Linked DNA regions of Mus musculus: all the other regions are linked to region 2. A link is a contact called in public promoter capture Hi-C data. All regions are on one chromosome and are shown on one strand. The core of a region is the stretch at or near the end of the contact, and the rest is flanking DNA. Distances in the headings are between cores, read along the strand shown.

The links. Capture Hi-C pulls out chosen DNA fragments and counts their contacts.
Region 1: a contact with region 2 is called in a promoter capture Hi-C map of pancreatic islet. The contact joins two enhancer-like sites. A contact is called at or near these places in 4 of 39 promoter capture datasets (embryonic stem cells, hippocampal neurons and liver) and 2 of 9 other capture datasets (liver and pancreatic islet).
Region 3: a contact with region 2 is called in a promoter capture Hi-C map of pancreatic islet. The contact joins two enhancer-like sites. A contact is called at or near these places in 1 of 39 promoter capture datasets (liver) and 2 of 9 other capture datasets (adipose tissue and pancreatic islet).

Annotation. Positions count from the first base shown.
Region 1 is chr8:11,812,488-11,815,321 of GRCm38.p6, forward strand. Arhgef7 (Rho guanine nucleotide exchange factor (GEF7)) reads left to right here. Exons shown (of 22, transcript NM_001372321.1): 13 at 110-196; 14 at 2,456-2,534; 15 at 2,674-2,813. Among named protein-coding and RNA genes, the nearest start is that of Tex29, 27 kb to the right of the region's middle. Within about 2 kb of position 1,529, at least 10 of the 459 cell types and tissues checked have an H3K27ac peak or open chromatin away from gene starts, as enhancers often do. A contact at or near this core is called in pancreatic islet, where this site is marked.
Region 2 is chr8:11,520,667-11,523,730 of GRCm38.p6, forward strand. All of the region lies in intron 9 of Cars2 (cysteinyl-tRNA synthetase 2 (mitochondrial)(putative)), which reads right to left. Among named protein-coding and RNA genes, the nearest start is that of Naxd, 25 kb to the left of the region's middle. Within about 2 kb of position 1,540, at least 6 of the 459 cell types and tissues checked have an H3K27ac peak or open chromatin away from gene starts, as enhancers often do. A contact at or near this core is called in pancreatic islet, where this site is marked.
Region 3 is chr8:11,201,767-11,204,651 of GRCm38.p6, forward strand. It overlaps Col4a1 (collagen, type IV, alpha 1), which reads right to left. Exons shown (of 52, transcript NM_009931.2): 50 at 1,128-1,242; 51 at 1-64. It overlaps Gm15418 (a long non-coding RNA gene), which reads left to right. Exons shown (of 3, transcript XR_003947509.1): 3 at 2,418-2,885. Among named protein-coding and RNA genes, the nearest start is that of Gm15418, 15 kb to the left of the region's middle. Within about 2 kb of position 1,550, at least 17 of the 459 cell types and tissues checked have an H3K27ac peak or open chromatin away from gene starts, as enhancers often do. A contact at or near this core is called in pancreatic islet, where this site is marked.

The DNA.
Region 1 (2,834 bases), core at 279-2,778, 290 kb after region 2:
GCTCATCTAGTTTGGTAGAAATCTCAAGTAGAAATAAGGTCTGAGATTCCATGGGATCTGGTATAAAGATTTGTGCACACATTTATGAACAGATTCTTTTTACTATTAGGAGAAGAATGAGAGATACCTCCTGCTCTTCCCAAACCTTCTGCTCATGTTGTCTGCAAGTCCCAGGATGAGTGGTTTCATCTATCAGGTAAACACAGCTACACTGATTGTAGTTTTTGTTTGTAGTGGATGTGGCAATTGTTCTCCTTTGAATTGAATGTATTAATGTTGTACTCACCTGTGTGTGCCACGTGTGGTACCATGTCGTGACTCTGTGTAAGAACTCTGTGTGTTCACGTCTGTTGCATCTTTTGATGTGACTGGAGAGCAGTGAACAGCCCACATCCATCTCTCCCTGACCGCATTGTCCTCTGCAAAGCACATTGCTTCTCTGGGCTTTCATGTTCCATTCTGCCCAAGGTAGGTTCAGCTAGGTGCTGAGGGCTAAGGTCTTCAGTAAGGGGTAGAACATCCCAAAACTCTGGACTTGGAACCTGATCATTTAACCTTAGTAAACTGTTAGTAAACTTTCTTTTAGTGTCTTGGTTTGTCACCATTTCTTGGAGAACGTTTGAGAGTTAGTTGTAAGAGAGAGTGTGAGGGACTCTTTTCTGTTAGTCCCCACCAATGGTGGGGACATTAGGTAGGGTCTGGGAGATGCTATCAGTGATCCTGTCTCAAGGACTGGCTAGCCTCCACATACTATTTTAGTGGATGTTGTTGTTTCACTTTCAACCGGCTTTTCTCTGATGTGTGTGTTTTATGTTGTCCTGTGGAAAATAGATGTGGCTTGGTCTGTCCCTAGGAGGGCTAGTTACCACAGGTGTCCCAAGGGAGCCTTTACAGATAGATGGCCGAGCAAATATGCATGGGAAGAGTCAGAAACCTGAGGCTTCCATTGGTGAGACCTTCTGGGTGGCTAAGGTGCCCGGGTGGCAGCTCCCTGTTGAGAGATGCCTGTTTCTGGCTCCACTCCATACCCTAGAGCCCCAACCTAGGCTGGCACTTGTGCAGGGGCTGTCTGCTGTTGCTGCAGCGTGCTCCTAGAGATGCCATCTCTGTACCAGGGCCATCTTTGTTCCCAGGAGTATGCTGATTAGCCCTGTGGTGATCATCACCTCCAGTGCTTGGAGGCTAAGGCAGAAAAATCAAGATTTTTTAGGCTAGCTTGGGCTACATAGCAAGAGTCGTCTTAAAAACAGAACCTCCTTGGCTTTGGGGATGGCAGCTCTGGCAGTGGGACTGCGGCTCCATGGCTGAAGATAAGAGGCGGCTGCTGGGAAAGCGCAGCCAACACTCCTCTGTGGGGCTTCTTGTCCTCAGCCACTGAGGGGTTAGGCCTCTGTTGCGCTTTCAGCCTGGCCCTCAACTGTTTGGACTGGGTGACTTGTTTGTTTGGTTTGTTTTTTGCCTGGAGTAGGGCACAAGATAGGGAAACCGTCGTCGGTAGTTTTCCTTGTTTGCTTTGGACCTCTGTTTACACATCATAAGCAGTTTGACTCCCATGTCCAGGTCACAGTCCATCCCTGAGGATAGTGCAGGACAAGCAGGAACAGAGAAGGAGAATAAGAAGGAGTGCCCTGCTGCCTGCCTTCCCCTGCTCCCCCCCACCCGCCATGCCTTTCTAAGGTTTTGAAGCCTCTGCCCAGAGGTGGCATTTTGCATGGTGGGCTGGGCCTCCTGCTGTCAGTCACTAATCAAAAGTACCCGGGCAGGCTTGTCTGTGGGCCCCAGGAAGGCTGACAGTCCCTCTGTTGGGCTTTTCTCCTGCTGATAGCTTTAGTTGTATCAAGTGGACAAAACTCATCAGCACAACTCCTGTCTCCTGTCTGCTGGTGAAAACCCTGTTCTCTTTGTAAAGATGTGGCCTTTGGCAGCTGGCTGTCACAGTTTATATGGCCCAGGGAAAGCTGTTGCCTGCTGGCTTTTACTGTTTAAATGAGCTTTGTCCCCCTGTTTTTCTCAGCTGGCATTTCCTGCTTCATGGAGAATCCCTCCCATTTTACAGACAGACTGACTGCCACTTGGGCACCCTGTGGCATCCGTTTGACATCACGGCTTATTTCCTGTTTGAATTGTCTCTCTCTGTGTTTTTGTCTCCATTACTCATCAGCTGGCTCTTCAAACTCCTAACTCCTTTCTCTGTGAGGCAGTGAGTTCTCTGTCATATGCCGTTAAAGCAGCCACTGTGCACCCTGGCTCCGTCTTCTGTCTTCCACTCATAGAATCACCCATTGGGTCAAGATCCTGCTTTGGTTCAGTTTGGGTTCTTGATCTGGTTTGACTGTTCTTTAAGGTGTCCTTTAAGCTCTTTTGTACACTTAATTCTGCTGCCACGTGTGAAGTCATTTAATGTGTGTGGTCCCTTCTTTATTAGGAAAACATTGTTTTGGGGGGTCTTTTGTAGGGGAAGCTGCCAACAACAGGAATGACAATCACAAAGCTTGAGGACAGTGAAAACCATAGGAATGCATTTGAGATATCAGGTAATGTATCCACACTGTGCCAGTGCCATGTCCTTGAGTGAAGAGCCTTATATATGTCTGAGGGTGTGTGAGGTGGCTTTGGGTCCTGGGTGTGTGTGTACATGTGCTTATGTGTACTCACTGTGCCCCTCCTCTCTAGGGAGCATGATCGAGCGGATTCTGGTGTCCTGCACCAGCCAGCAGGACTTACACGAGTGGGTGGAACACCTGCAGAAGCAGACGAAGGTCACATCTGTGAGCAACCCCACCATCAAACCCCACTCGGTGCCATCACACACAGTAAGGCAACATGACTTCCAT
Region 2 (3,064 bases), core at 290-2,789:
CTAGACCCACCCATGGCTGCCAAGGACAGGAGGGTGGCCACAGTCAGGTCAGCCCGGCTGCAGACTGCCAGCAGAGCAGTGTGCCAGGCCAGTATGCACACTGCATCAGAGTGTCACGGTATGGTGTCAGCTTGGATCCCACGTGTTTCACTCATGCTTACATCACATGACAAAGCTCTGGGCTTCACCAGGCTGCCGTGTGTGTGTGTGTGTGTGTGTGTGTGTGTGTGTGTCTGCCTGTCTGTCTGTCTGTCTGTCTGTGTCTATGTCTCTGTGTCTGTGTGTATCTGCGAGTACATATGTACCTGTGTCTGTGGATATGTGAGTGTGTACATGTATCTATGTGAGTGTACATGAGTGTGAATGCATAGACAAGTTTGTGTGTGCCTATAAGCGCACATGAGTGTATGTATGTATGTGTACACGTATCTGAGTGTGTATGTGTGCATATGTATGAATGTATACAAGTGTGTGTGTGCACTTATGCAGTGAACGTAGGTGCACGTGTGTCTGAGTATGCATAAGGGTAAGTGAATGTCTGCATGCATTCAAGTGTACATGAGATAAACATGTGGCCTTGGTGAGTGACAGCCCTACAATTTCAAGTGCCATCTCCTGCATGCACCGCCCCATTATTATGAGGTTTCTCTGTTGCCTGAATTCATAGACCACCTGCTGGCTCAGACCCCTTGTCCACCATGCTGCACATACTACCAAGCGTGACTCTGTCAGCCTGTGTCCTGTTCATGTCCCCATCTGTCAGTGTGGACATACAACCAAGGAGAGCGGCATCCTGGGTGGACACGAGGCTGGATGAGCTTAGAGGTCACACACAGCATGCTAAGGTGACGCATCACAACTGTGGGGACCCAGAAGGGAGGCTTACAGATCTGAAAACCAGTACCCTCTTCCCTCAGAGGCTGCATGGGGCTCTACTGAGTCCTCCCAACTGCCACAGCACCAGGCGAGCTGGGGTTCTTCCACTGTTGTTTTAGAAACCCTTTGCAGATGTCAGCTAAGCACAGAGCTTCCTGCACAACAGCTACAACTGTGAGCTTCCCTTTTGGAGCCTATGGCTGCAGTCATCTCATCTGGGGGCTCCTGACACTGGCATGTCCAGCAAAAAGGGCCACGACGGCCTGGGGTGTTGAGGCCTGGACCCATTCTGCATCCCATGTCTTCTCTGCCCTTCTGCCATTTTTTTTATTTTATTTTTTTTGTGGAATCAGCACAATCTACAGCTATAACATTACAGACGTTTCATCTCTGAAGGCCTCTCATTTTCTAAAAGCCGCCGTCTTCTTTTCAGACCTGGAGTAACCTGCAAGCTGTGCTCTCTACCTTGCTCCAGAAAGGAAGCTGGGTGACTCTGTTTAAAAGTCCCTTGTGCAGAATGTGGACAGGGTCAGTTGTACCACCATGGAGGTCACATCTGAGAGGCAGATCTTGTTTTCCTTTTGGGCCTCTGGAAGGCTCTGCTATGGAGTCAAAGCAGCAATGCAAACAGGAGTCCAGGAGGCTCCGCCCCGACAGCCTGCAGTCCTGCAGAGTCCTCAGGAACAGAAAAGGAGGGGTGATATCGGGGAGTTGCTGTGGACAAAGGTGCTCACAGACACTATTGTTCAGTGTGTCCCTGCTCTGTACTGAGATGTCACCAAGTGTCTATACTTCTCTGGTTCCATCACACAACCTGGTCAGGGTCACCTGAGAGTGAAACCAGATGTCACCTGTGTAAATAAGGGCCAGAGAACTCAAAGTAAAGAGCTGACCTGCCAGGAGGCCAGGCGGCAGCATACGGTGACAGCCGATCTTGGAGATGTTGCCACCATGGAGAGAACCTATAGAGAGAAGGAGCTGGCACCTGATAACCCCCGTGCTGGGGAGATTCCCAGGCAAGGCAGGCCCTCACTAGCTAACCACTTTATATAATCTCATCTTACAGGCACCTCAACCTGTGTACTCAGTTGGGGAGATACCTGGGAGGACTTCCACCCTCTCAGAAGAGAAGGGGAAGGAGGAAGGACTGGGGAGGTGGAGGGACAGCGATTGGGATATAAAGTGAATAAATGAATTTTAAAAGGAAGCAAGCGAGCGAGCTACAGCTTGGAAAGACAGCATGGCCAGCAGAGGGATCCCAGGGGCAGAGGCTCCCACATGGGCTCCACCTCCACTGGACTTCTAGAAAGTGAACTTTCAAGTCAACTGTGACATAGACTAAGCTCACGGTGGTCACCAGAACAAGGACCACCAGGAACCTGACAGATATCCTTAACTGTGCGGCAGGAGCACCTCACCCTACAGAACCATGGGCCGAGGGCAAACGTAGACTGGCTAAAAGTAAAAAATGAGAGGAGAGTCGAGGAGAGGGTAGAGGATCGGTTCCAATGCTTTGAATTAACCCAGCCCCCAAAACCAAGAAGCTGAAGGTCCTTGTCCCCAGTTGGGTTTTGATCGATCAATAAAGAAGCAATGGCCAGTGGCCTGGTAGACTGAGGCAGGACTTTTAGATTAGCTAGAGACTGGGAGAGAGAAAAGAGAGGAATTGGCATGATTTGGAGGGAGATGATCAGATTTAGAGTCGCAGAGGAAAATCATCTAAAATGTAGGTGAGAAGGAATGCAGCCCCCAAAAGAGCTGCCCAGAAGCGTCTTGGGCAAGCAAAGACTAGGGGGCTGCCCAGAAGGAGCCAGGGCAACAAAGATAAAATGAAGAATTAGAGAGCGTTAAGCCAGGATTACAGGAAGGAAATGTGTGCTAGCTGTGGGGAAGATTGGAACTGCCCAGGCTTTGAGCTAGCCAAGGCATTTTAAAATTAACTGGCATGTGAGTGTGTGTGTGTGTGTGTGTGTGTGTGTGTGTGTGTGTGTTTCATTTGCAAACCAGGTAGCTCCTGGGCAGGTTCGTGTGTGCATGTGACCTGCTGAGAGCCAAAGCAGTTTAACTACCACTACAGGAGAGGGAAGAAAAACTCCACACAACTAATAGACAAACACGATTAAGATCCACCTGCTATTCTGTGAGAAATTAACAGGAATGATGTTAGTCTGACCAGAAGTCTTCTATT
Region 3 (2,885 bases), core at 300-2,799, 320 kb before region 2:
CTTCCAGACAGGACCCGGGGGATGCGAGGGCTTGGCCGGAACCTTCAGCACCAGCGCTGGTGTGCTGTGGGACAAGCATAAGGCATGAGTCTGAGGTTTTATCACCCAAACCCAAAGAGAGATTCATCGTCCCTAGGAAGGAGCCAGGATGCCTCCTCGGGAAGGTTCCAGGTCCCTCCTAGTCATCCCAGGCTCACAGACTTTGAGCCAAAAAAAAAAAAAAAAACTGCTCAACAGCCATGGTAGTCCACCATCCAGGTCTGCTGGCCAGGCTGGGACACTCAGGCCTCTACGCAATCCCAGAAACCAGACACCAGCTCCTCCCACTGAGAGGGGAGCACCCAGCTTTCTTAGAAAATAATTAGGAAGCCCTTTTCCTATCAAATACTAACATCAGTTTGCAGGTCAGATGAACAAATTGGTTCTGCCCGAGAATTTTAAAGATGTCTGCTTAGAATGCTTACTTGAAGTTGGTAAATTCCTCCCCGTTTTCTTACTAGTTCAGGACTTGTGGGCACTCAGTCCATACTTTTCAGCATGATGATAAAACCAAAGAAGCCACAATGAGCTCCTCACACAGGGAATCGCCCCTGCCATAACTGGCTTTTTAAAGGAAAGGTTACAAGGAGCCAACAAACATCCAAAACCAGCCAGGTGATAGAAGAGCGTACCTCACTGCCCAGGTGCATCCTGGGTATTAGCCTGGGAGGATCATTCTCCTGGCCACCATTTTGGCAGGAGCAGTGTAAGCTTACAGGGGTACCCATGTTCCCACCCATCGAGTGCTCTCTGCTTTAAAGCTCCTGTGTGTTAACAATACAGGAGGGAGCTGGTCAGGCTGCGGGTGCTGGTCACATGACTACGGAGAGTCCACACTCTAGTCCACACTCTAGTCCACACTCTAGTCCACACTCTAGTCCACACTCTAGGCGCTCCCTGCTCATGGGAGGCAGCAGCTCCCAACACAGAGGAGCAGGGAGCCCTGGGCGCACTGTAGACCGCAAGAGCAACAGACCAGGCTCCAAGTTACATTCAACAAGGGATGATCTGGGAAGTTTGGAGTCATAGAGGAGATAACGACATCAATGGGGGCCCTCCCAAGGAAATGTAGTCTCCCAAACACTCACCATCACGAAGGAATAGCCGATCCACAGTGAGGACCAACCGTTAGGGCACTGCGGAATCTGAATGGTCTGACTGTGTACCGCCATCACCATGGCCGGTGCTTCACAAACCGCACACCTGGAAGAGAGGAAGCAGGCATTCCGTGTGGATGGTCCTGGGGATGACCCATCCCTTGCCCTCTCTCCCTGGTTCTCTGGCTCAAATCTAAGTGAATAAATAATGTGGCCAGTGCCAGGACTCAGGCTCAGGGACTCCTCTTTGGTTGTACAAGCCCGTCTCACTCCTAAAACATTCAATTCAAAAGCAGTTGATTTTTTTTTAAACTATTCTATAAGAGGAACAATGGGATCGTCATAACCGTGGCAGAGGGAATCACTGTTCTGGCCCCTCCTGAGGACAAAGTCCCTCCTGGGACAGGCTAGCTCAAGCCCAGCCATGACAAGTCACCCCAGAGTGAGTGAAAACCACAGCGTGGTCGGGTGTTCTAAAGCTCACTCAAGTAAGGGAGTACTGGATGGTGGGGGAGTGCACTGCTTAAAAACACAAACAGCAGCAGCAAAATAATTACATTCCAGTCACAGAGTGAAGAGAGTGTTAGCCACGCTGCTAAATGAGTACAAACGTGTGAATAATTACACAAGTTCTGCATGCGTGGACAGGAAGTGGGTGGGCGGGCGGCTAGATTAGTCATTCCATTTTCTGTGCTGTGCATTCGTGCGTGCGTATGTGTGTGTGTGTGTGTGTGTGTCTGTCTGTCTGTCTGTCTGTCTCTGTGTGTGTCTGTCTGTGTGGACATGCACACATATGTGTATGTGCTTCTGTCTGTCTGTGTGTGCATGTGTCTGTGTGTGTGTGTGTATGCATGCACACACACTCTCTCTACTTTAGTCACATAAATGTAGATGAACTAAAAGGTTCCATTAAACACCAGCCACTGAAATTGAAATGGCCTTGTCCATCTGCTGCCTTCTGCCTTTCAGGCATGGGAAATAAAGTGCCCTTCTTCCCAGGATGCTTTGGTGCTAGGGGGGAGAGGAGGGGCAGGCCAAAGAGAAGGACAGCTGTGGTTAGTGTCACAGCCCAGGCCATCACAAATTCCCTTCCGCTCTGACCACCGGTCATTTCTCTCAGGTGATGGAATTGTGGCTTTATGGCCACTCCTGTCTGTAGAAAGTACTTAGAAATTGTAGCCAACAGGATAAAGAAAGCAGCTGACATCTCTTCGGCTCAAAACTCAAAAGGAAAGATTTATGTCAATGTTTCTAAAATTAAGCTTTTGGGTCTTCCCACAGGAGAGAAGGGACCTGGAAGTCCTGAGACATTGCTGGAAACCATCAAGCTAAAGTAACTCTCAGCCCAGGGAGGAGGCCACATCCCTACAACAGGGAATTAGAGATGCCTGTGTGGCTGGGTGAGACCTGAAGGGCCCCTCAAGCTGCAGGGACATAAAGAACCCTGAAATGCCAAATTTTAGGTATACATCTCAGGTGTGCTCACAGAACAGGAACTTTGTGAAGACAAATGCCCATGGAGAAAAGAATGAGACACACAGTTTCCCTGGGCCTGTGTCTTCAACCAAGTCAAGACCAGCATAGACGCCATTCCAAAAGTAACCAAGAGACATCAATAATAAACATTTTCTACCTGTTTTCCAAGGAAAGCTAAAAAGAAAAACCACAGAAAGTTAGTTCTCCTTCTAGTGCCTTCAACACAGCCTGGGCAGGGGTCTGCATACAGATCACACGTCTGTACGGCATGCT